Linked DNA regions of Sus scrofa: region 2 is linked to region 1. The links are chromatin contacts, called in public HiChIP or PLAC-seq maps. All regions are on one chromosome and are shown on one strand. Each heading gives the region's core, a stretch centred on a gene start, on an enhancer-like site or on the middle of the called end of the contact. The rest is flanking DNA. Distances are from core to core; before and after follow the strand shown.

What was found. HiChIP or PLAC-seq counts read pairs in DNA pulled down with a chosen protein or histone mark.
Region 2: a contact with region 1 is called in an H3K27ac HiChIP or PLAC-seq map of alveolar macrophages. The contact joins the promoter of USP54 here to the promoter of PPP3CB in region 1. A contact is called at or near these places in 1 of 47 Hi-C or Micro-C datasets (embryonic fibroblasts) and 2 of 2 datasets of contacts at active chromatin or transcription factors (alveolar macrophages and skeletal muscle).

What each region holds. Positions count from the first base shown.
Region 1 is chr14:76,303,921-76,309,352 of Sscrofa11.1, forward strand. PPP3CB (serine/threonine-protein phosphatase 2B catalytic subunit beta isoform) reads right to left here and starts at 1,425. Exons shown (of 23, transcript XM_021072583.1): 1 at 1,211-1,425. The coding sequence starts at 1,295. LOC110256628 (a long non-coding RNA gene) reads left to right here. Exons shown (of 2, transcript XR_002338398.1): 1 at 1-1,223; 2 at 4,100-5,432. USP54 (inactive ubiquitin carboxyl-terminal hydrolase 54) reads right to left here. Exons shown (of 25, transcript XM_021072539.1): 25 at 3,303-4,609. The coding sequence ends at 4,050.
Region 2 is chr14:76,436,993-76,441,723 of Sscrofa11.1, forward strand. It overlaps USP54 (inactive ubiquitin carboxyl-terminal hydrolase 54), which reads right to left and starts at 2,850. Exons shown (of 25, transcript XM_021072539.1): 1 at 2,347-2,850.

The DNA.
Region 1 (5,432 bases), core at 175-2,674:
ACAAACCAGTGTTATTACTAAAGGAAGCTCAAATTGGAGAGAAAAAAAAAATTAAAAAAAACACCAAGGAAAAAGTTTTTCTTGTTTTTAAATATTTTAATGGAAATATGTCTGGTCAGATTTCCAAAACTGGGCTAACAGTGTTTAAACATTGTGCCAGAATATTTGAGAAGCTTAATGAAATAAAACAAATAGAAGTATCTGTTTCAAAAGTAAACGTGATACAATAGAGAAAACTTTATTCTAAAATGATTTTAATTTATTGACCAAGCTACATGGTAAGAAAAATCATTTCAAATTGTTTTTCATCTCCACAGCAGTATTTGAAGTTGATGGGCTTTCCCAGAGAGTATGGAGATCTCAAGCGACTCTCAATTAGCCCTCAATTTCTCTTTTAAATGAATCTGCTGACCTGTGGTCTTTAAACATCCATAAATCTTGCCCCAGCCGATAAATATCTAACTTTTTCTTCTAAGGGGAGTGTGTGGGTGTCTGTCTGCAGGGAAGGGGTAACCCTTTTTGGTTTTTGACCAAAGAATGTTGACGGTTTTCTAAGCAAATGTTTCTTCCTATGCACGAGGCTTTTTCTTTGAAGCTGCCTTTTTTTCCCATCTATCCTGCACGTCAAGCCTGGGGCCCCCACATTCTGGCCCGTCCCTTCACCCTGTCCAATCCCATATAGTTCCCTTAATTTCCGCGCGGGGTGACACCAGAGGGCCGAGCGCGAAGCCTGCGGCTGGCGCTAACTAGGCGCGAAGAGGGCGGACTGCTGTCACTGGGGAGCAGGCGTGGGCCAAAGCCGAGGTGATTTCTGACTGCTCATCGCCCAGCCCCGCGTGGCTGAAGGTCTCCGAACCCCTCGGTCCGGCCCGGCAAGCCAGGCGTGCAGCTGTCGCGGTGCAGGAAGCTAATCGCGGCCTCTGGGCCGCTTTGACAGGCCGAGTTGGAAAAGAAAGGGGTTCACTGCGACTAGTAGCCTCACCCCTTCAGCTAAGAGACCTCGAGAGCGAAACCCCCGCCTCGGCCTCAAGGCAAGCGAGAGACCTCGGAGCCACAGCCCAGCCCAGCAGGGGCCCGCCCAGGGGCCACTCCCCAAGGGAGGCAGCCAGTCACTCGCCCGCCCTTCCGGGCCCGCTCCGGAGGGGACGGTCTCCCGCCCGCCCTCAACAGCTCCTCAGGCCAGGCCCCCAGGGCTTCGTCCACCTCTCACCTTTGACGACGCGGTCAGCCCCGGGAGGGGGCGGCGGGGGCGGGGGTGGGGGCGGTGCAGCCCGGGCCGGCTCCGGGGCGGCCATGCTGGGCCCGGGGCTCGGCTAGGCGCTGGGCCGGGCGGGGTTGGGGGCGGGGGCGGCGGCTACCAGAGCCAAGCGGCGGCGCCGCCGGGGAACATGGCGGACCCTCTTTCCCTACAGAGGGGCTAAGACCGGCATGCACCGCGCGTGCGGGGGCGGGGGCGGAGCAGGCTCTAGGGACTTGGGCAAAATTACTGAGGCTAGGAGAGAAACAGGACGAGGCTAAGGGATCAGGTTAAAATTCTGGGCAGGCAGAAATAAAAGAGAAGGGAGAGGACCTGCTGTCTATAGCTAGTTGCTGGGGTGAATGAGTGCTTGGGATCACCAGCTTTCATGGAGCTTCCAATAATATGGGGAGACGTAATCAAACCTTAGAATCTCTTAGTAATAGAGAAACAAACGTATAACAATTTGGCCACCAGATCTGCGTACTTTGGTTGGTAAGAGACAGGAGAAATAGAGGAAGCTTTGTAGGTTCTACAGCAAAGCAAGCGTTCAAAATGGAGTTTGAGAGAGAATCTGACCCTGTGTTTATAGGCTGGAACTGCCAAGAGTGGGAAGGCATGGAATAAAAATGCAGCCACAGCAGACGAGGCTCCGAGGGTTGAGTCAAAACAGGAGGAAAGGAAGGGATGACACCAGGAGATGTTCAAAGGGTCTACAGAATTCACCGGAAAAGGACAGCTTCCCTCTTGATTCATTTAGAAAATAGAGATTTTTAAGACAGAGGCGTAAATAGGAAATTAGTTCCTCATTAGAAAAACCTCAGAGTATTTCTGTGCATACATACAGAAATGTGGGCTCAGGACTTTCGGAAATTTTATAGAGACAGATATTCATGGAGAAGGGAGTAGTGGGACAGGAACCAACTCTTCAAGCAACAATTATTAGATGAAGAGTGTGCGTATGACTCCAGTAGAGGTACTGAATCATGAACAGAGACCAGCATGTCCAGTAAGATCTATATAATCTTGATGACATAGGATCCAAGCTTTAGCGTGAGAAATTCCTGCCCATCCTCCTGCTCAAGACTGCATGGGCTTATGTTCATAATGTTTAATAATTAGGTAAACAGTTGTCCAGAGATGTCAAAGAGCACCTTTCTACCTCTTCGTTTTATTAGGTCTCAATGATTCTGAGACCTGAGGTAAAAGAGAAGAGAAATGCCCAGTGAGTATTCTTTGCAAAGGGAGCCCACAAGATATTTCTAAGAGGTAGATAAATTTGGGAGTGAGGCAGGGTGAAAATGGATCTTTCTGGTATGAAAGTGCAATAATCCTATAGGGGAAGGGAAGGGGTAGCCATGGGAAGAGATCAAGGAAGGGATAAGAGGCACATCACAAACTTGTAGAAGAAGGGCCCAAGAGTATAAAGATAAGGAGTAAGTTTGTAAGAGGAGTTTGAATCCCCAGAAAATCTACCCAAGGAGGGGAGGAAAAAGTGTGTAATGTGTTGAGTGCCTCTTGGCAGAAAAGGGATAGAAAATACACTGATAGCAGTAATAACAAGGAGTTCCCATTGCGGCACAGCGGAAATAAATCCGACTAGGAACCATGAGGTTGCAGGCTTGATCCCCACCCTCACTCAGAGGGTTAAGGATCCGGTGTTGTCGTGAGCTGTGGTGTAGGTCACAAATGCATCTCAAATCCTGCATTGCTGTGGCTGTGGTATAGGCCAGCAGCTATAGCTCCAATTCGACCCCTAGCCTGGGAACCTCCGTATGCTGCGGGTGTGGCCCTAAAAAGCAAAAAATAATAATTAGTAATAGGGAAAGTCAGTCTATATTAGGTCCCATTGACTCCTACCTTGAATATACACCCTTCAAATATCCTTCAGCTCCTTTTTGGCTCCTCACTGTCAATCACAGATAGATATCTTTGTGTCATGGCTCTCTCTGAGAGCCCCAGGCCACTTCGAATTGGTATTTCTGGCTTCTCCAGGCCTCCCACCCCAAAATAAAAAATTGAGAGTATATAAAAGGCATTAAATAGACAATTAAATGACAAGAAATTAAATAGAACTATCTCATAGATTTATTAATGAAAAATACTTTACAAAAACAGTATGTTTGACCCTAAAATAGTTCAGCTGACTCTGAGGGTTTACAATGGCGACTGAGCAAGTGGCAGTAATGGCTCTGCTGCAGACGACAGGAGGGTATGTTAGTGTGCCTGACTCCATCTGTTCAGAAGAGCAAATACTGTGTTGGCAGCTCCGCATTCTAGGCCTAAGGTTTGGGAGCAGAGGGAAGGCTGGTAGTCTGGGCAGATGGGCTAGCCTGAATGATGTGGTCAGGACCAAGACCACATAGCTACATGTTCCTCCAAGGATGGGGGGGTGAGGAAATCACAAGATCAGGTAACAGGGATGGGCGGATAAAACACAAAACAGATGTTGGTAATATAGTAAGGAACAGAGGATGAGGGCTTAGGTGCAGGTGGAGGCATAGATATCCAGAACTAAAATGGTGACCCTAAGATCCTAAGCAATAGCTAGTTTCCAGAGTAATATGGATTCATCTTTAAAGTGGGTCAAATAAAGCCCTAAACAGCAGCTGCTTCCTTTTGCTAGGTGAATGGAAATTGGAATTTCAAATATTTTTCAAAAAGCCAGGTCCTTTAGGGGTTCCTGGCTCCCCCAGGAGAAACTGCCAACTCTACTGAGATGAGACTAGCACAACCCTGTCAGGGATGCAGCGTACCAACTCTACCACAGCCCAGAGAAAGCAGTGGCTCCAGAAGAGGACAGGGATGACCCTTACCACCTGCTGTGCTGCAGAGCTCTAGCCCTGATCTGCTCTCTTCCAGGAGAATCTGCTACAACAAACAGAAACTCCTCTCTCCCCGTCCTCCTGTGCCCAGATTGCAGAGCATAACTGTTTTGCCTCCAGTCATCATCTGGGGGCATATCTACTCTTCGAGGACCAGGGGCTCGAAATCCTGAAACAGGACCTGAATTCCAAGCTGACCTCAGGGGTACATGAAGACTGCTTGATGCTGGGGACACAGGGTCAACAATAGGAAAGTGGGAGGGTGAATGGAAAAGATCTCCCCAGGATTGAGCATGAGGAACCTGAAGGTCCTGGTGTCTTTCTGGTAGTGTGGCAGTGTGGGTTAATTGAGGCTTGCACCCTGGAGTAGTCAGGAATCTGGCCCCAGTATGCTGGTTGGTCTCGGACCATGATCCACAGGAGGCAGCTGTTTTAGAATGATGGGGGAGACTCCGATAGTTCAAAGTCCTTCCTGTGTACTTGACCCCTTCTGAAGTTTCACTCCTGTCACACATAGCCAGAAGCTGCTGGACACTCCTCGAAGTTCCTGGGAAGAGAAGAGAAATCCAACAACTGAGCATCTTCAGTAAACCACTCTACTTCCCAGAGAACATTTCTGGCTCTTCCTTCCAACTTCCCACCTCTCCAAGAACATACACACAAGGAGGAAGCTGGCTTTACTTTTAATTTCCTTCTTTCCTTTTTTTGACTTTTGTCTAAAAGTGATGTACCCGCTGCACATGGGGGTTCCAAGGCTAGGGGTCTAACTGAAGCTACAGCGGCCAGCCTACACCAGAGCCACAGCAATGCCAGATCTGAGCTGCATCTGAGACCTACACCACAGCTCACAGCAATGCCAGATCCTTAACCCACTGAGCTATGCCAGGGATCAAACCCGCGTACTCATGTATACTAGTGGGGTTCGTTAACCACTAAGTTACAACCGGAACTCCTTAATTTCTTTTTTTGTTTGTTTGTTTTTGGCTGCACCTGAGGCATGTGGAAGTTCCAGGCCAGGAATCAAACCCACACTGCCTTGTGACCTGCACCATAGCTGTGGCAATACTGGATCCTTAACCCACTGCACAAGGGAACTTCCTTAATTTCATTTTTAAAAAATTATTAATATACATTAAAATCAACCTCCAACCTGTGCAAATAAAACAGTCTCCTGGATGTTACCATACTTCTATCTCACTGCATTATAATCTCTTCTCCAAAATACATACACACACACGTGCTTGTGCATATAAGAATACTGCAAATATATTGCAAATATATTGCTAAAAGTGCAAATATATGTTCTTATTGTGACAACTACTCCTAAAGCCATCACTCCAAAACATTCACTCAGTTTTTCTTAACATGGT
Region 2 (4,731 bases), core at 1,600-4,099, 130 kb after region 1:
CTCCAATTCAACCCCTAGCCTGGGAATCTCCATATACCGCGGGAGCAGCCCAATAAATAGCAAAAAGACAAAAAAAAAAAAGAATGTTCAGTGATGTTTATTTTAAAAGAGTACTTTAGGAGTTCCTTGTGGCTCAGCAATAACGAATCCGGCTGGTATCCATGAGGATGCAGGATGGACCCCTGGCCTCTATACAGCGTTGCCATGGGCTGGTGGGCTGGCAGCTGCAGCTCCAATTCAACCCCTAGTTTGAGAACCTTCATATGCTGCAGGTGCGGTCCTAAAAAGCAAAATGAGTACTATAAAAAGACTAAAGACTATTAAATTATTAACCGACCCGTGAATTTTCTCAAGCTTCCATTCTAATCTTTATCTCTTTCGAGAAACATGGTTTGTGTTTTATTAATACAGCATAGTTTAGAATTTGCTTATTATTTAGTAATATTAAAAAATTCTTCCATTTTAGTCTGGTCAACTACTTTGTAAACTCCCAGAGCCAGAACCTTGTTTCATAACCTGTGTTCACATGTGTCTTGTGTTTACTACATTGTAATGATTTGTTACTCCTTCTCTCCTTCCTAAAGTCCTGAGAAATTCTAAGGCAAAGAGCAAAGCTTACTTGTATCCTGAAGGCTTGGAAATCAGACACAAAATAGCTCTCAATAAATGTTTGTTGAATGGATAAATGAATGAATTAATCTTTCTTCTCCCTTTGCAATGCCTCACACAATACTCTACACATAACAGGAACTCGGTAAAGCTCGTCAATGGATTCATGGAGAAATCATTTGGACCCAACCACATAAAGCTTTATCTTGCTTCAGAAAAGCACTTCAACTTTAAAGCTCAGCTACTAAAATTACAAACTAAAAGTTTTAGTCTAACACATATAAAATACATAGGTTCAATGACTAACCACATCAAGGCTAGCTACAGAAGTATTAAAATCCATTTTTTTAACTAATGAATTTGTGAACCTCAACATGGAAAAATTCAGTTACATAATCAAAAGAGAGGTTATGTCCTGCAAATTTATACCTACAAAAGATAGTGAGAAAAAAATTATCAAAAAGCTTATATCTGCACATTGAAATAAATTATTTTTATGCCTGAACTGAAGCCATTGTTTTCACTAGAAATAAGAGTTAACAGCAAAGTGGTCCAAACTTGTCTCTATAAAATAGTCTTTGAGACTGAGAGTAAATGTTTTGATCTCTCAGTGATTTTTAACTCCTGGAAGACTCCTTTTATTAACAGATATTCAAAACCCTGTCTCCTAAAATAAAACTTTATTTTCTAAAAGGCAAACAATCTGAGTAGGCACACTTTCGGAACACTAGGTTTTTATATTCCAGCACTAAAACTATCCCTGGTGTTCAGCCTGGTACTGCTGCAACAGAAACACTTTTCTTAGTTTTTAAATTACATTTGAGTTAAGGTTTAAATGTAGTACTACACATTCTTTTACTGCATCATCTAAACTGATTTTTACACTGCATATATAAATTCATAAGTATACCGTAAAAGAATTCTACACTTGAATGAATCTGGGAAGAAACGTGAGCTCAACACACACCCCCTTCTTCCAACTCAATACGATTCAGAAGAAGCACATCGTTTTTTTCTCAGGAATTTCTCTCTCCCGCCCCCATCCCACACTTTATTTCAGAGCAGAAATCATTCATTCTCCCACTCACAGTCTTTCCACCCAAAGAAGCTTCCCAACTAATACTATTTCAGCAGGACTCTCCTTTCACATCTCAGAGTGCGTGAAGGATTTCTTTGGAAGGGGCGGTGAAGGTCCGGGACACCACCACTCCCGCCATGCATTTTAGGTCCTAGCGCGCAGTCCCCCACCATCCTCATGCGGACCCCAGGAAACTGCGATGGTCTGACACCGCAACCCCCCATATCCGCTAGGGCAAAGCAAACCGGGCCCAACCTCTGGGCTCCCATTCAACATAGCCTCCACCTGGCTGTACCCCGCTTCTCCCCACTTATTCCCAGTGTAGCCTGGTCTCATTATCCAATTTGGAGTCCCATAACCATCTTGCTCCCAACACACAGAACACACACACACACACCCTTCTACACTCCCGCCCCTGCCCCTTGAGCCCTACTACACCCGGGTCCCTTCCTCCGGGACCTCCCGGCAGCTCCAGCCCTCCCGCGTGCCCTAGTGCAGACCGGCGCCCTGTCCCTATACCCACAAGACCCGCGTCCTACCCCACACGTCACACTCGGGCCCATTCCTCCCGCGACCCGACCTTCCCCACCCCCTCCCTAGGCGCTACCCCCAGCACCCCGTTACCTCCGGCCCCGCCCCCCTGAGGGTGTCGCACTCACCGCTTCTGCCACCGCATCCTTAACCGCCGCGGCTGCTATAGCTACAGGGAGCCAAGGCAACCAGCTCTCGCGACACTTTCTTTAGCTACGGCGAGAACAGCAGGGAAGAGCTTCTCGCAAGAAAGTAAACGAGTCAGGCTCGAGACGGCTAAGTATATCTCGCGATAGTGTTGTGTAAGATGGCGTCCGCGAGGCGCTTCAGAGGTGGCCTGGAAAGGTCTGGAGGTGGACGAAGGCGGGGAAGGATCTTGAGCTGGCGGGAGAATCGAAGAACAATTGCAGGCAGGGCTGGAGGAAGTTAGTACGGCGAAGTTTTACACTGGAATAACTTTAGGAATGTGGCCCTCTTTTCCCAGTGCCTCGAACTTAGAGCAGTGTTGCCTTTAGCTGAAGTTCCGAATTCCTGGCATTTTATTTCTCCACCCAGAGTAGAGATTGAGTGAGCAAGCCGGGAATTGACCTATTCTCCACGTTAACCTTCCTTCAGGAAATATCCATCCTTTCTTCCCCTACCCTGGTTTGTGAATGGTATTTGAATTCGCAGAAATGTTTGTTTATCCACGGGTTCTCCACCCCCATCAATTCACCAGAACAAAATCGGAAATAAATATGTTTTGTTTTGTTTTTTAATCGAACATAAGCACAGGTGTTTGGCCTTGCGTGCCGAAGGAGTGCCATGCTGGTTGGTGTGTGGTCTGAACTTTGCAGTTGTTGCTTGCCACCCTGTGGGCACATCCTTACCTGATGACTCCCTCAACACCTAGTTGTAAAGGCTTTCTGCTGTCAGCAGTAAATGCAGACTAAGATGTTGAAACAGAAGATGAATATAAAGGAGTTCCTGTCATGGCTCAGTGGTTAAGGAACCTGATTAGTATCCGTGAGGACTCGGTTTGATCCCTGGCCTCCTTAGTAGGTTAAGGATCCCCTGTTGCCCTGAGCTGTGCAAATCGCAGATGCAGCTCAGATCCCATGTTGCTGTGATTGTGGCATCTGCAGCTCCAATTGGACCCCTAGGCTGGGCACTTCCCTGTGCCCCAGGTACAGCCCTAAAAAGCAAAATAAATTTTAAAAAATGATATTTAGTAACTCATTTAAGCTCAAAATATTTCAACGTGTAATCAATACTTCAAAATTGTTATTATTATCATTATTATTTTGGTCTTTTTAGGGCCTCACGTGCGGCATATAGAAATTCCAAGACTAGGGGTTGAATCTGAGCTGACCTACATCACAGCCAGATCTAAGCTGCATCAGTGACCACAGCTCATGGCAAGGCAGAATCCTTAACCCACTGAGCAAGGCCAGGAATCGAACCTGCGTCCTCATGGATACGTCAGATTTGTTTCCACTGAGCCATGTCGGGAACTCCCAATACTTTGAAGTTATTAAGGAGATATTTTATGTTCCTTTTTTTTTTTCTTTTTGGCTGCATCCATGGCATGTGGAAGTTACCAAGCTGCTTCAGTGATAATGCCATATCCTTAACCCACTGCTCCACAGAACTCCTTATGTTCCTGTTTTCATATTGAATCTTCAAAATCCAGTGTTTTTAGGCTAAGCATATCTCAAGAGCACAATAGCCACAAGTGACTAGTAACTACAGTTTTAGACAGCAAAGCGGTAGACCCTATCCCAAGGAATACATTATCTGGGCAATTTCAGAGGCATATTATTATGGGCATGTGGTTATGTAAAAGAAACCCTTGAAGTTGCAAACTCAAATGGCTGCAGAGTCTAGGTGAATAACAATAAAAGATGACCTGGTGTAAAGCAATAGGTGGTAGTGGGGAATAGGATCATGGGAAAGTACAAGCTTCTATCTAGAAGAGTGCTTTCCTGCTCCTGTGGCCACTATGGAAAATATAGATTTCTCAAAAAAAAAAAAAATTAACAATAGAGAGTTCTCTTGTGGCCCAGCAGGTTAAAGATCCAATGTTGCCACTGCTGTGGTGAAGGTTGCTGCTGTGGCGCAGGTTATGATCCCTGACCTGTAAACTTCCACATACCACAGACTCGGCCCCCGAAAAAGGAAAAGATGTTCTAACAGAAGAGTAGCGTCCAGGCAGAGATAGCAACGCCTGAGGATTGAACTAAATTTCTGACTAGATCCATTACAAGTGTGCACGTTAATACATTAAACCTCCATTGCAACTTCTGATGATAATTTGACTTCTAAATAGACTTTTCTACTGAGGAGATAATTTCACAACCAACTTGGGCTCCCTGTAAATTAACAGGCTTACATCATGACGTGTTTTTGTTGTTGTTGTTGTTGTTGTTACATTTAAGATTTCAGACATTCTGAGCTTGGAAAAACTCAGTTTCTAGGCTTTCAGAGGTGTAAGACTTTTTCTTACCCCAACATAACGGTAGGCATTTAATAAT